Regions from separate parts of the Sus scrofa genome. Here regions 2, 3, 4 and 5 are each linked to region 1. The links are chromatin contacts, called in public Hi-C and HiChIP or PLAC-seq maps. All regions are on one chromosome and are shown on one strand. The core of a region is the stretch at or near the end of the contact, and the rest is flanking DNA. Distances in the headings are between cores, read along the strand shown. Region 1 overlaps LOC106508008 (a long non-coding RNA gene). Region 2 holds the start of LPP (lipoma-preferred partner). Region 3 overlaps LPP (lipoma-preferred partner). Region 4 has its middle 46 kb from the start of LPP. Region 5 overlaps LPP (lipoma-preferred partner).

The links. Hi-C and Micro-C count contacts between places; a contact is called where the count stands out from the background. HiChIP or PLAC-seq counts read pairs in DNA pulled down with a chosen protein or histone mark.
Region 2: a contact with region 1 is called in an H3K27ac HiChIP or PLAC-seq map of skeletal muscle. The contact joins the promoter of LPP here to the enhancer-like site in region 1. A contact is called at or near these places in 3 of 5 promoter capture datasets (fetal liver, fetal skeletal muscle and liver), 19 of 47 Hi-C or Micro-C datasets (alveolar macrophages, embryonic fibroblasts, epiblast stem cells and 12 more) and 2 of 2 datasets of contacts at active chromatin or transcription factors (alveolar macrophages and skeletal muscle).
Region 3: a contact with region 1 is called in a Hi-C map of skeletal muscle, with 2.9 times the contacts expected there. The contact joins two enhancer-like sites. A contact is called at or near these places in 3 of 5 promoter capture datasets (fetal liver, fetal skeletal muscle and skeletal muscle), 1 of 47 Hi-C or Micro-C datasets (skeletal muscle) and 2 of 2 datasets of contacts at active chromatin or transcription factors (alveolar macrophages and skeletal muscle).
Region 4: an H3K27ac HiChIP or PLAC-seq map of skeletal muscle shows a contact between it and region 1, with 5 times the contacts expected there. The contact joins two enhancer-like sites. A contact is called at or near these places in 2 of 5 promoter capture datasets (fetal liver and liver), 3 of 47 Hi-C or Micro-C datasets (embryonic fibroblasts, fibroblasts and liver) and 2 of 2 datasets of contacts at active chromatin or transcription factors (alveolar macrophages and skeletal muscle).
Region 5: an H3K27ac HiChIP or PLAC-seq map of skeletal muscle shows a contact between it and region 1. The contact joins two enhancer-like sites. A contact is called at or near these places in 1 of 5 promoter capture datasets (liver), 2 of 47 Hi-C or Micro-C datasets (skeletal muscle and subcutaneous adipose tissue) and 2 of 2 datasets of contacts at active chromatin or transcription factors (alveolar macrophages and skeletal muscle).

What each region holds. Positions count from the first base shown.
Region 1 is chr13:125,404,294-125,407,231 of Sscrofa11.1, reverse strand. All of the region lies in intron 1 of LOC106508008 (a long non-coding RNA gene), which reads right to left. Among named protein-coding and RNA genes, the nearest start is that of BCL6, 16 kb to the right of the region's middle. Within about 2 kb of position 1,276, at least 33 of the 83 cell types and tissues checked have an H3K27ac peak or open chromatin away from gene starts, as enhancers often do. A contact at or near this core is called in fetal liver, fetal skeletal muscle, liver and 1 more, where this site is marked.
Region 2 is chr13:125,781,111-125,784,022 of Sscrofa11.1, reverse strand. It overlaps LPP (lipoma-preferred partner), which reads right to left and starts at 1,650. Exons shown (of 11, transcript XM_021071250.1): 1 at 1,394-1,650. LOC106508360 reads left to right here. Exons shown (of 3, transcript XM_021069821.1): 2 at 896-1,514; 3 at 2,044-2,912. The coding sequence ends at 2,241.
Region 3 is chr13:125,847,855-125,850,728 of Sscrofa11.1, reverse strand. All of the region lies in intron 1 of LPP (lipoma-preferred partner), which reads right to left. Among named protein-coding and RNA genes, the nearest start is that of LPP, 67 kb to the right of the region's middle. Within about 2 kb of position 1,323, at least 11 of the 83 cell types and tissues checked have an H3K27ac peak or open chromatin away from gene starts, as enhancers often do. A contact at or near this core is called in skeletal muscle, where this site is marked.
Region 4 is chr13:125,734,616-125,737,670 of Sscrofa11.1, reverse strand. No RefSeq gene overlaps it. Among named protein-coding and RNA genes, the nearest start is that of LPP, 46 kb to the left of the region's middle. Within about 2 kb of position 1,305, at least 5 of the 83 cell types and tissues checked have an H3K27ac peak or open chromatin away from gene starts, as enhancers often do. A contact at or near this core is called in skeletal muscle, where this site is marked.
Region 5 is chr13:125,807,601-125,810,523 of Sscrofa11.1, reverse strand. The region is part of intron 1 of LPP (lipoma-preferred partner); the gene reads right to left. Among named protein-coding and RNA genes, the nearest start is that of LPP, 27 kb to the right of the region's middle. Within about 2 kb of position 1,328, at least 13 of the 83 cell types and tissues checked have an H3K27ac peak or open chromatin away from gene starts, as enhancers often do. A contact at or near this core is called in skeletal muscle, where this site is marked.

The DNA.
Region 1 (2,938 bases), core at 27-2,526:
GTTTAATAAATAGGAGTTACTTTATTATTTCCTGCAGATGCCAAAGTCTGTTAAAGGACTTTCTTTGTCCAGATAAGCAGGCCTTAGACCTTTCTTTTTAAAGAGTGGAGATCTAAAAAGGATACAAAGTATTGATGGAAAATATCTCTTTCATTGCCTTCAAGTTTGTTCTGGTAGAGCAAGGCTTATTTATTTATTTATTTATTTTAATAAGGGCAAACTTCTCATCTGTTATTTCCTCTGACTTCAAATAATTACCTTTAATGCGATGACGGCTGAAGTACTTCTAAGTTTCTCACCAGGAATCTCTCTCTAGGTTTTTTTTTTTTTCCCTCCTTTTTCTTCGTGTGTGTGTGTGTGTGTGTGTGTGTGTGTGTGTGTTTATGACTATTATGACATATTTTTTACATCCATGTGGAGCCTAGCGGCTTAAAGAGTGTCCAGCTTACAAGTCCTATCACTGACTGGGACAATTTCCAAAAACAAACAGAAAAAGAAGGAAAAAAAAAACAAAAAACATAGTGCAGAAAAGATGCTTGGGAACTGTCACATCTGATTATAAATGCTGGAGATCAAAGGTATAACGTCTTAGAATTGGCTTCCTCCAGCTCTTAACATTGAAAATCTTCAGTTGGCTTTTGGACTTACTCAGCAGAATCCCAGACTTTGGTCCACAATTGGTTAAAAATTGATAGAGGTGAGGATTCTGGGAGTGCCTTCTTTACTTAGAAGTTTACATTTTAACTCCTTCTCTCACCTCAGGGACACATATACACTTGCCTCTTTTCCAGCCCCCCTCACCTTAAAGTTATCTAAATGTGTATTTAGCTATAAAAGTATAAAAGTTAGAATAGAGAGACAGCCTACAAAACATCTGGGTTACTCCTTCAAACTGTTGAGGAAACTGAGTCCTGACACGTGGTTTCGCCCCATGTCCCATAAGGAGTTCCAGGCAGAACCGTAATTAGAAACCAAGGTTCTTTGGCAAGAAATCCATGTTTTGTTTTGTTTTTCTTTTACCTCACACTGTGCCCCCATGGAGTTACACGTTTGTGCCTATTTCTCTGTATGTACATATGTTACATAGACGTGGACACGTAGGAAACATGCACCAAGCATCTGTGGTCTGACCTCAGGGAACAGTTTAATGACTCGGATTTCAGGCAGCTGAAAGGGTTCTGCGGGTGGAGGTTGAAATAAACAAGAAAAGCCACTGTGGAGATGTGAATGGAAAAGTACCGAGCACTCCCTCCCTCTGCACATTCTTCTGCTCTCCAGCTCTGCCTGCAGTCAAGCCGGCTTCAGATAGGCTTTGGCATGGTCAGGTGTACAGAGGGCGGTGTGGAGAAGGAAAAAAAAAAAATGCAGGCACAACACGCAAATCAAGTTTTTCCACTTCTAGCCTTAGGTAGTAAAGACAGCTAAGTAAGGCAGCCTGGCGGGAGGGTGGGCCAGACACCCTGAGTTGACAAACACTCAAGTGCTTTCCTCCCTGCATCTCCCTCCTGGTCCAGCTGCTGCTTTCCCTCATGCTAAGGTTTCATAGGAAGTGAAAACCCTGTTATTCAAAACAGTGATTGAAGGCAATAAACAAATGATTATGCACCCCCATCGCTTCTCTATTTTAAGCTCCTGATATTTATTTCCATTTTAAATAAGTGAGAAAAGTGTAGGAAAAAAAAATCAGTGTTTTGGGGGAAAACTCTGAGCTAGGCTGAAAAGGTTTCTAAAGAAAAAAAAAGGCTCAGAATTAATACAGGCTGAAAGCAGGCAGCATATGGATCAAAATTAAACGTTGACACTTCTTTTTCTGAAGGTAGTGGCTGGAAATCATCTTCCTTATTTTTTTTAATGTCTCAAAAGTTTCTGCTCAATTTCTCTAAATCATACCAAGAAAATTTCTTTCTTTCTCTAAAGATAATATAGGGAGCTCGCTTACAATAGCTCTAAGTAAAAGATTTGAAATAAAACGAATGGATAAATAAGATCTCCCTTATCCTTCACAAATAGTGTTGAGTGCTGTAGCAGGGGTGACAAGCATAACCAAGTCCCAAATGACCCTCCAAGCCCAATATTCATCGGGACTTGAAGTTTGTTCCGAGAACTGGCTTACGATTTACACAGAGCCCAAAGCAGCCTTCCTTTCCTCAGTTCTGCCAGAAAACAAGATACTCACCTCCAAATCCAGGTAGTCAGATCACCCTGATTCTCTAAAATGACACAAAACCATTACACCACAAAGATCTGTTTTCAGTTGTGTCCTGGGGTCCCACATGCCTCAGTGAGGGCTGTCCTGTCCTCTTGAAAGAAGGAAGCCTCCAGGAGTTGAGTCATAGATCTGCAGGGATCCTTCCCGTTCCACAATCTATAATTCTGTGATGTGAAAGTTTAAAGATCTACCAAGGTGCCAAAAGCTCCTGACAGGTGAAACTCATTTCCGGTTTGGAGCCCCTTAGAAATAGGCCATGACAGTGTTTATTCCAAGTATAGTTTCCTTTTCAGAGATGACTGAACTGTGGGCAAGGTTTCATGAGGGGAACTGGAGGCAAAAATCTGTTCCTCTTCTTAACTAGAAGTAATATTAGGGCCAAGCTATTTTATTTTGTAACAAAGCTTATCTTTACTCAGAACTGGTGATTGAGAACCTCTTACTATGCCCAGACCACCCAGGCCACCAGGCAAAGGGGCTGGTCTGGTCCTGTACTCTTGAGTATTAAAAGTCAGTAACCATTAAATCACAGGACTGGTTGATACATAGCTCCTCCAAGTCCACAGGAATCACACCTAAGACCCCAGAAATGGAATCTCTCTATAGAGCTTCTTAAGGATGATTTAAAAGAATTTAAATATATTCAAGTCAATCCTTTCTTTAATCCTGCTGGAGTGAGCGCGGACCACATAGAGAAGCCAACTGGCTAAATGGGGAGAGATCAAGAAT
Region 2 (2,912 bases), core at 401-2,900, 380 kb before region 1:
AGGAGGTAGGCCACTAAGTCACTAACACTTTAGTGAGAATGAGTTTTATTGGAAAGCAAGCAATTTAGAAAAGGGTGAGGAAATGAAAAGAGAGAGGGGATGGATACAAAGTTAAGTGACTCTGGTACAAGTAAAGAAGCTCAAATAACGAACCTACATTTTTTGCGTGTAGTGTTGAGGGCCAGATGGCTTTGGATCCCTGGGAAGGAAAGGGAAGCCGGAGAGATCTTTCAGCACCTCTAGCACCCCAAAGTCACAAAGACACCCCTCCGTTCAAGAACTGAGGCACAATTCCACTGATTATTTCATCTCATGTACCCCCACCCCCGGCCGTCCAACCTCATGCCCCTGCCTCCTTGCACAGTAACATTTACAGCTTCATCTCCACTCTCCACATTTTATTTAGTCTTCTCTGCTCTGCAGTTCTCTCTTGCAAATGGCCTCTGCCCTTGTCCCTGACTGGCTTCAGAAAACCCTCCACCCTTCAAAAGCCTCTGACCCCTCCTTAGGAACCAGAAAAGCAAATCCTTTATCCAGAGCCCCTTCAAACTTTATTCGTGCCTTTTCTCCAGCACTTAGCATCGTCTACCTTGGGTCAGGCTTGGCTCCTCAGCTGAGCGCTCCACTGAGGTCAGAGTCTGGGCCCTAAATGCCTCTAGGACCCTACAACCCAGTACAGCGCCCGCACCAGTGTGTGCCGAAGGAAGAAATGCTTGAAAAAAAAGACCTAGGAGTTGGGAGCCATCTATTTTAATTATGGCCCGGCTTCTAATAAGTGACTTTGGGGGAGGCTCTCCTTCTCTCTGGGTCTCAGTTGCCTCAACAGGAAAATGGGGGAACTCGAAGCCTGTACTCTTAGGCCCCTTCCACTGTGACAACTGTGATTCCGCGAAAGCTCTAAGCGGCTGGGTGTGGCCCCGCCCCCTGGGAGCCCTGAAAAGCCCGGGCAGGGGGCGCCCAGGGAAGGGCTCCAACCCCGCCCAACCCCGGGCCAACGCTTCCCGAAAAACTCGGGGTCCCCCTCCCCCACGCATGCACCCCGTGATCGCGCCGCGGCCAGCACTTCCGCACGGCGGGCCCTGCGGCCCGGGCCGGACGCGCGCTCGGCGCCCTGCGGCCCGCGCTCCTGCCACCCCGGAGGCGCTCGCGCCCGGGGAGGGCTGGGGGTTCCCGAGGCGCCCGCGGGCGGAGGGTGGGGGGGAAGGAAGGAGGATTTGCAGCAATACCTCGGGGAGGAGGAGACCGGGGCAGCGGCGGCGGCAGCGGCGGCTGGAGGCGGAGGCAGCGGCGAAGGAGGAGGTGCCCGGGCACTCCCCCTCCTATTGTCCCCAGCCCCGGCCAGGCCCGGCCCCGAGCCCCGCACCGCGCCCCGCGCCGCGCCGCCAGCCCTTACCTTACAGCGCCCGGCTCTCCCCCGCTTCCTAAAGCTACTTATCCCGGGAAAGCTCGCGCGGGGCCCGGGAGCGAACCCACAGACAAAAAGTGAAACTTCGGCAGGGCTGGAGCGGCTGCTGGTTGGTGCCTTTCCCCCTCCTTCCTCCCCACCGTCCCCACCCCCTCCCCTCGGTCTCCCGTGCGGTGCCCTGAGAGCTGGAGGCTGACGTCAGGGGCCTGAATTCCTGACTTTGCCTGCACGCATTTGTCCATGTAAGGTATGGGAAGGCGGGTGCCCGCGGGGCCGCCGCGCCGCGCTCGCCGCCGGGGGAGGGGGCGCCCTCCGCGAGCCATGGCCTTGCTCCAAGGTGGGTGCACCCGAGGGCCGTTGATTTCCTGGGAGGGAGAGAAGACGCGGGGAGCTTGCAAAGGAGGAAGGAAAGAGGGAGATGTGGAGGCTTTGCCTGCACTGGAGGAAGAGGAAGGAAACGAAGAAGGAGGACACTGCCGGGGTGAGGGGCTATTGAAGAAATGGGGGAAAGCGCGTCCACTGTTTAGGGCGCCAGATTGGCGGGGTGAGGGGGGGCGGTAAGCCTGAGCAAACCAGATCCAGCCTTTGAATCCCCTTCGGAGACTTGCTCTTGAGCCCCGCCCCGAATTCCCAGCCAGGCTCAAAAGTACTGGATGTCAGAGCACCAACATCAACTTCCAACCCGTCCACTACACACATGGGGAAACCGAAGCCCTCAGAAGAGAAGTGACTTGTGCAAGGTCATGTACTCCACAGATCCAGGCATGAGACCCGGATGCTCATCTTTCCAGCCCTGTTCCCGTCACCCTGGCTCCCTGCTTCCTGCAGAGCAGTGAACCAAATGTCTTCGGGCTACAAGGACCACCCTAGACAGAGATTCCGAACTTGCCTGGGCCGCGATGAAGTCAGTTCCTAGAAGGCTCTGACTGCCAGTGAGCGTTGAATAGCCATACCAATTAGTTGCTTCAAGGCAACTTCCTCTGTCTCTTGCTTAAATAAATGAACCCCAGGAGTTTAACATTTACTTCACAGCCCTGACTGGAAACCCAGAAAGCTTACTGGGTGCTTCCAGCTTCAAAAAAGTTTGCAAACTGGGTGAACTGGTTTGAATAAAGGCAGACCTGATACTGGAAGTTTGGGGTTGGATATTTTTCCTCAGACATTTAAATGTGAGCAACCAGGAGAGCCACCATTTATTATGTTAAAAGGTTAGGAAAGGGGCAGCAGCCATTGCCTGGAAGGCACTCTAAGGCTGGGGACTTTGTTTCCTTGTATTTCTATCCTACTGATGTCTAATCATTCCTCACCTCAGCACGTGATAAAGCACTTTTTTCTCACTGGCATATTATGTTTTTTTGTTAGGACAAATTGTAGTCCCTTGTTTCCATTTAAGGAAAAAATCGGGTAAAGAGGCTTGCCCAACACAAAATAAGCAACAGAACGAAACACCTGAACCCACCTTCCCCCATCCAGGTCCCCTGACTAATCCCATGATTTTTCCACTCAA
Region 3 (2,874 bases), core at 74-2,573, 440 kb before region 1:
ATGAAGCCAAAGGAGTGAATTTCAGATGACTTTGTTTATGATCTCTGAGCATCTCTAGGCTTAGGCTGAGTACAGGATAAGATCGCCATGAGACACCCAGGGGCATAAGGTTACAAGCTCGGTCACTTTGACCTGGTGGCCAGAGCACAAGGCTCAGTCAGGGGTCTTGGATTCCCAATCTGACTCGGCCACCTCCTTACACTGACTAAGTGGCCTAACTTCTCTGAGACCAGTTTCTGCACTGAAAATTGGAGTGTTTACAGGAAAGCCCAGCCCATTAAGAGGAATTACAGGGAGCGTGGAAGGACCAGCAAGTGTGAATTCAAATGTAAATAAGGGAGCAGGTGGGTATTCTTGGGCCAGGGTCCCCAGGCCAAGGTGAGGTTTTGAAGCCCAGCTTTTCCAGGCACCCCCGCCCAGAGCCTTCCAGACCCATAAGATATAAGGTAGCTGAAGGCTTCTCACCATGGAGTTTACAAGAGGCAGGAGTCTCTGCAAAAACAGAGGACACATCAAGGAAAAACACTAAGTTAAATATGGCCCATAAAGTCAACATCACTCTGAATGTTCCGTATTCTTGGTGGGAAAGAATGCTTTATACAAATACCCAGAGAGAGCAAAGGAAGCAGCGTGTTCTTCAGGGCTTATTTTCGGGTGTTCCAACAGCTCCCAGCCAGGAAGTCAGAGTCAGGAAGCCACTCCATTCCTTGGCCAGAAGCTTAAGATTAGAAACCAAAGCAGGGAGGACTTAGACTCCTTAGTCTGGACCAGCTGCAAGTCTGTACACTCCCCACTGCACATGTTTTCACCTCCATCAGGGTCTCTCAGATTCCTGCTCACTTGAGCTTGACATTTCTCTGTAGGGAACTGCACTTGACATCCTGTAGACCATCCCAACAAAACACGTTATGAACTCATCCTCTTTTCTCTGGCTCCACTTTGACTGCCCTAATAACTGTTACCTCCACCTCTCACCTGGACTATTTCAAGAGTCACCTCACCTTGCTTCTACTCTTGCCTCCTCCTTGCCATCCATCTCCCCCACAGTAGCCCCAGTGATGCTGGTAAACACAACTCAGATGCTTCCCATCACACCCCCACTCAGGTCCAAGCCCCTTCTTGAGCCCACTGACACCTACCAGCTCTCGCCTCGCCCTCATCTCATGTTCTCCTCCTGCAGCCCCCTATTCCTAGCACACTGGGCTCCTCTGTTTCTAAGACACAAACTCATTACCACCCCACAGCCCTGGCACTGACCATGTCCTCTGCCTACAATGTTCTCCCCACTGCCTGCCACAGGGCTGGCTCCTTGTCATTTAGAGCTCAGCTTACACATCACTTCCCAGGGCCCTTCCTCCATTCCCTCACAGGCAGAGCACCTCTGGGAACACTCCTCAGTGTTACTTATCATTCTCTGCTGTTTACATGCTCATTTATTATCTGCCTCCTCCACACTTCCCTACTAGAATGTAAGTTCCAAGGGATCATTTTTTCGTGTCTTTTTCTCACTCTAAACCCGGTACTGGATCAGTGCCCAGAAGAGTATGAGGCACATAAGTGGGAATCCAATAAAGCTTTAATAAAATTAGATGAATGCATGCCACAGAAGACAGAAACCTTAAAGGTTGCTTAAAGGCAAGAAGCCCAGCACTAATATCCTGGGCTTCAGAGTCAGATGCTGATCACTAATGCTTTGCTCTCAGGAACTGGAGGAGTTTAGATAAAATTTTCCACTTCTCTAGACCTAACTTTTCTCAGGTAAAAAGGGGACAATATGGAGTTCCCGTCGTGACTCAGTGGTTAACAAACCTGACTAGCATCCATGAGGACTCAGGTTCGATCCCTGGCCTCGCTCAGTGGGTTAAGGATCTGACATTGTTGTGAGCTGTGGTGTAAGGTCGCAGACACAGCTCAGATCCCGAGTTACTGTGGCTCTGGAGTAGGCTGGCAGCTAAAGCTCCGATTCAACCCATAGCCTGGGGACTTCCATATGCCTCGGGTGTGGCCCTAAAAGACAAAAAGACAAAAAAAAAGGCTGGGGGGGGGGACAACAACATCTGCCTTGTGGGAGTGCCAGGAGAATTGAAGGCAATAAACCAAGTAGAATGCTTAGAGTCCAACTCCGCAATGATCAAACGTTCACAGTCATCAACTACGGCCCCATCTTCCAGGTAGGAAAAATGACACTCAGAAAGGGGCACACATCATCACCCAAGTCAGACTCAGAGTTAGCAGCAGAGCCAGCTTAGAAAATCTCATCTTTAGGCCCTGTCCTCTGCTCCAGGCTGGCTATTCCTTAGACATAACAGTAATGAAATGTCACAGCAATGTGTGAGAAGGTGTCACCATCCAGGCGAGATTCACCCTGGTTTTTCACACTCTCACTAGCTGAATTCCTTGAAGTCACACTCCCTGGGTTCAAATCCTAGCTCCACTACTGACTGTGTGATGTTGGGGAACTTTTATTAACCCCTCAAAGCCTCAGATTCTTCCGCTGTAAAATGAAGGTAAATAAATAGTACCCAGGAGTTCCCTTGTGGCTTAGCAGAGTAAGGATCCAGTGTCATTGCTGCAGCTCAGCGTGCTGCTGTGGTGTTGGTTCAGTCCCTGGCCTAGGAACTTCCACATGCCACAGGTACAGTAAGAAGAAAAAAAGTTAGTACCCAAATGGATTAACAAAATATGGTGTATATATACAATGTATTATTAGTCAGCCATCAAAAGGAAGGAAGTTCTGACAGAAGCTGCAACATGGATAAACCTTGGATACATGCTGAGTGAAATAAGTCAGTCACAAAAAGACTAACACTGTTTGATTCCACTTCTATAAGAGGCCTACAGAAGTCAAATTCATGGAGACAGAAAGTAGAATGA
Region 4 (3,055 bases), core at 56-2,555, 330 kb before region 1:
ACTAGTCAAAAAAATAGATAATTGAGTAGTAAGTTAAGTATAGGAGGAAATATGGTATTATGGGACTTTGGAGAGCTATCAAAGGGATGCGAATGGGTGACACCTGGATAGGGGATTAGAAAAAATGATAAGTGAGCTGAATCAATCTCAGGATAGGCCTCTGTGTCCAATGCTCACTCATCTGTTTCTTTAGTCATCATTCAATGATTTACTTTTGTTCCTTCAAATAGCAGCCCTTTACTGGGTGTGTACTGCCAGACACTCTTAGGCAATCACTCTTTTATTCCTAATCCCCTTCGAAGAAAGAGTGGCCATTTGACAAGTTCTTGAGCCATTGAGGTGAAAAGAGTAAAAAGGTAAAAAGAGTAAAATTGCTGCAGGGGTCCAGAAATATTTTGACTCCCTGATATTGATACCGCAGTTTTTCTCTCCACCTTTATGTTCACTGAAATATGTATATGATGATTGTAGCTGCTGCCGCCAGAATGTAACCATGAGGAAAAGCGCAGGGAATTTCAACTTAATAGAATTGTGATGATTTTATGGTCCCTCTCAGCTAGCACCAGCAGTCATCTTCTTGTGTATATTTTGTGTGAGAAAAAGAAATTTCCATTTGTTTAAGTTGGTGTAGTTGGGTTTTCTGCTACTTGCAACTGATAGCATTCTTAACAAAGTTGGGCCTGTACTTTGGGCCTAGACTTTTTTTTTTTTTTTGTCTTTTTGCCTTTTCTAGGGCTGCTTCCCAAGGCATATGGAGGTTCCCAGGCTAGGGGTCTAATCAGACCAGAAGCTGCCGGCCTATGCCACAGCCACAGCAACGAGGAATCTGAGCCGCGTCTGCAAACTATACCACAGCTCACGGCAATGCCGGATCCTTAACACGCTGAGCAAGGCCAGGGATCGAACCTGCAACCTCACAGTTCCTAGTGTGATTCATTAACCACTGCGCCACGATGGGAACTCCTGGGCCTAGACTTTTGAATGGTGATCTCTTAATAAAGCTGTCTGTTGCAAACAGCCTGAAAAGGAGAGAGCCCACACTACAAAGGAGCAGGTGCTAACAGCCCTTCAGTTGTTCCACTTCAGTGAATGAGGCACGGAGATTTATAACGGGGAGGTTGGGACAAGAGTTATAGGTGTCTGGCCCCCTGTCTCAGCACCACCGTGTATTTCATTAATGAAGTGTGAGACCAGAACTCCATAAATTCACATAGTAGCAGAAGTGGGCTGCAGCTCCTCAGTGGAGTTATTCAGGGAGCCCAGCATCACTCTTTGCGTATTAGAGAAGTTCACAGCTGGTTAAAAATAGGCTTGGAGAGAAGTCGCTTTTAGACCACAGCTCATTTTGGATTTCTCTGGAATCCCATTCTGGGCCACAGTGTATTTCCTTTTTCCTTTCCTTTGAGTAAGAGCACCCAGGCGGTTCCGAGACAATAGATATAGGGTTATCTTTAGGTCTGCCGTGCACTGAAAGCAGAACTAGGGAGAAACAACAGTAACCCTTTAGGCACATGGAGTGTTACAGCTTTTTAATAAGTGCCCACATGGACCGAGCCTTCACATGGGTGAGGCTTTAAACTCCTCAAAACAACCCTCTGAGAAAAGTACCATCAAGAACCTCTTTCCTCTGATGAGAAACCTGAGGTTCAGAGTAGAAAAGCAACTTATTTAAGGTCACACAGCTAGTAAGCAGCAGGACCCGATGGGGCTTTCCACATCACATCATTTTGATCCTTAGAGCAGCCTTGTGAAGTAGGCAAGGTGGGGAGACGACCCCAGTTTACAGAGAGAAAGCAGGACCAGAGAAGTGAAATGATTTACCAAAGTCAATTTGCTCATGCACAATAAAATCAGGGCTTGAACTACACTGCTGATTTTTTTTTTTTTTTTTTTTTTAAGGGCTCCACCTGTGGCATATGGAAGTTCCCAGGCTAGGGTCAAGTTGAAGCTTCAGCTGCCAGCTCATGCCACATCCACAGCAACGTTGTTGGATCAGAGTGACATCCGAGAACTACACAGCAGCTCATGGCAATGCTGGATCCTTAACCCACTTGTTGAGGTCAGGGATTGAACCCATATCCTCACGGGTTCTTATCCCACTGAACCACAACGGGAACCCCCACACTCTGACCTAAAGTCCGAGAGCACTGTAGAAACTAAACATTCAGGTCCCTCAGTTCTGAAAGAAGAACAGTCTGAATTTTGTGGGGTTGACTTCTAAGGTTTAACTGCAGGCCCTGTATCAAGGAGCCAAATATTTCAGGGCTAATCTGATTTATTCAGAGTCTATGAGTGCTATGTTCCTCTCTAGTACATCTGTTGAATGATATTAGGTCCTGACATTTAAAATCCCAGTATAATATTGTTTCACTGTTAATGTAACAGTCCTTCAAATAGTGGGAGAAGAGTGAGCTGGAAGGAATAGATGTCTTAAATGTGGGACAGCCAATTTAGCTGATAAAATTAATATAATATACCTTTGAACATTTAAATTATCCTGCGACAAGGCAGCGAGAATTAACTTATAATGGGGATAGGGTAGGTACTGTACATGTGAACTTTTTTTTTTTTTTAAAAAAAGAAAAAACACACCTGAGTTTTGAAAAATAAAAGTGGTTTGCCCACATTTTCAAGCACAGTGGTAATCAAAAGAGCTCTATGGAGGTAATAATACCTTGTATTTAAATACTGCTTGTCTCTGAAGAGCTCACAGCATGCTATAATCATTTCCTTATTATGATTCTCAAAACTTCCTGGGTCAAAAAGTCACAAAGTTTAAACCTTAACCACCTGGCCTCAGTTTCCTCTTGGGGAATGTGAGGTGAAAAAGTAGGCTATGGTCTCAGAATTCCATCAATGCCCAAATTCTCCCCACTACCCTCTCTACCCCCCATCTCCCCAGACCCCTGTCCTTATTATCCTACTACCCTATTTAGCCTATCTTCTTCTTCTTTTTTTTTTTTTTTCTCTAGATCTAACTGGTTACTCTCATGAAAGAACCATATATTATTTTAATTAGAAGAGTTTCACTCCAGTGAGCTGGAGGCTGAGCAAA
Region 5 (2,923 bases), core at 79-2,578, 400 kb before region 1:
AGTGACCATGGATTACTTTGAAATTAACAGTAAAAAAAAGTTTTTGTACCTTGAGCAAGCAATCTGATGTCTCACTAATCTATCTTGGAAAATAATCGGAGGTGTAGATAAAGAATTGATAAAAAGGATGTTCATCACAGTGCTATTTACAATGATGAAAAACTAGAAACTCAAATGTCAGCTATCAAAAAAAATTAAAAATTACAGCATATTCTTATGATGGAATAATATCCAGTCATCAAAAATAACATATATTAGGAATTCCTAATGCCATGTTCATGCTTTATTTTTTGGTGAAAGGGTAGTACACAAAACTGTATATACTGTAAGACAACATGTCAGAAGAACGCAAATGCACAAAAATGTAATGAATTACTCAAGAATATTAGAAACAAACAGTGTTTGTATCTAAATTGTGGATTTACAGGTGAGTCTCATTTCCTTCTTTATTTGGTTCTGTATATTTGAAATATTTTATTATGAGTATGTACTACTCTGAGAGCAATACTTAGAAAATTTGCATTTGTTTTTTGCTTTCAGTTCTTCCTGAGGGATTGAGAGGAGGTTGGAGAGGAGGAGACATCTGTGCTACATTTTGAGGGATGAGCAGGTGTTCACCAGATAGAAACAAAGGGCCCAGGGCCAAGAAGAAAGCACATGTGAAGACATACAGGCGTGCGAGACAGTGTGACCAGTAACACTCTCATTAGCTGAAGCAGAGAGTGAGGCAGGCAGGGGGTGGCAGGAGACATTCCTAGAACCAAGGCAAGGTCAGATGATGGCAGGGTGGAGGTGTGCCCAGGGAAAGATTTTACCCAAAGGCCAGGGGAGATGGTGAGTGAGAGGGCAGGAAGCCCCCAGGGAAGCTGGAGAAATGCTTGCCCTGAAGCAGAGCCGGGAATCGCAGAAGCTCAAGCAGAGCAGGAAGAAAACTGGTAGGTAAGGGTCTTCCACTCAGTTCCACTCACAAAACGATTCGTTTTCTCCGAACAAGGCCATGCATGTATTTATGCCTAGAAATAAAATTAACTGGAAAATCAAACCAACACTTTCTTACCGCCCCCAGGCATTGCCAGAGGCCATTCTGACGTCCTTCTAAAAGTAGACCCAACGAAGCATCCCTGTTTTTTCACAAGTTACTTCTGAGTGTTAGGCACAGATGCCAGGAAAAAGAACAGGCCTGCAGGTGCCATTCTGTTCAGTAGACCTAAGGCAGGAGGTTGAGTGGACGAGGAGTTAGAGGAAAAAAGCCTCACACATGGAGGATGAGCTAAGACAGGGCCAGATGATCCCTTCTCCAGCCAGAGGTCATGCTCTTGGAGGAAAAAAAAAGGCTGCAGAGAGGCCCTGCTCAAGTTGCAGTCAAGGGTGGCTTCCCAGCAGGAAGAGAAATGGGGTTCCAGTAAACCGGGAATGGTGCTGGCAGTGGACACTCAGACCTGTTCACAGTGGCTTTAAATGGAAATCTGAGCAGGGGAGGAATCTAGAAGTGCAGAGCATGAGTTGGGCAAACAAATGTGTAGCAGATACAGGCACTCTAGAAGGACAAGGGCTCCAGAATCACAAGGGAAACCAGGGGAGAGAGACAGGTTTGGCCAGACTGCCAGGCCTCCAGGGGCCCTGAGGCCCGAAACAGGAAATGTGCTGCAGGGCTGGGGTAGGAGCCAGGGAGGAGCTCACAGGGCTACGTGGAGGGCCATCTGTCAGAGGTTCAAGGATGAGCCAGAGATGAAGGGAAGGCAAAAGAGGGTCACTGAGGAAGATTCAGCACAGCCTTCCAACCAAATTCAAAAGCCCTGGGGGTGAGCAGGCTTCAACGATCAACAGGGAATGTGGAGGATTGGCTCTACAGGGCCCACATCAACGTTCTCAAAACGTCTTTTTCTTTCTTGATGGCCAAACATGTCTCCATGTCCACAGGGCCATCACTGTGGAAACCTGACAGGCTCTCTCCATCACCCTGCTGCCAGGATGCTTCCTCTGCTTATACACACACCCAGCGACACGGCACTGCTTCACCCATGCCTCAATCTGGTTTGCATGTCTGTTTCCTGTGTTGACCACAAGGCCCCAGACGGCCGAAAGGGTACTTTATTCACCTTCCCCGCCCTGTTCTGAGAATGGCAGACAACGGACACAGAGTCAACTCCATAAGTCGGCTATGACTCTCCTTTTGCACCAAGAAAACGCCTGATGGATTCTCGCTCTGACTCACCATCAGTGAGACCCACAGTTGAGGGAAGCAAAGAGGTAAGTGATCACTCAGGATTTAATTCCAACCAAGGAAGAAAAGTTTGATGCAGTGGGCAGAAGACAAACATTGGGAAAATGATACCATACTGCTCTGAGTGAAGATCTGAAGAAAGGGAGATTCAGAGACCTTGGAAAATAAAGTAGTAGGCAGCAAGCGGCCTGGTTGCTTGGAGTAGTCCCAAGGCAGCAGAGAAGAGGGGGACCAATCAAGATGTGTGGAGAAAAGAAGACATGGGGCGGGGCAGCCTAACTGGGGTATAGCATGAGGGGAACCTGATCCAAACACAGATTGGCTGTAAAGCACCCAGACAGCCTGGACATCCCAGAAGCACCATCCTCCTCCAACACTCCCTCCTAGTTAGGCCGCAAGAGCCTAACTCTTCTCACCCATGTGAATCAAGGGTGCTACAGTGGCCACCCAAACAGAGCCCCTGGGCCCACCCATGCCAAAAGCTCCATGGAGAAGAAGGGAAGATTGTGCTCTGGATCAGCCCAGGCAATGTTTTTGTGGACTCCTAAACCCTACACAGTCATCACATAGGTCCCACCATCTCAGCATCCCTGTCTTCTCCCTGGGATGACTTTTCAGAGTCCTGTGGCTGCTTCATCTCCCCATCTCTCATGCTTCTACAGCTCTTTGGTACTCTCCTATAGCATGAACACCATGCTC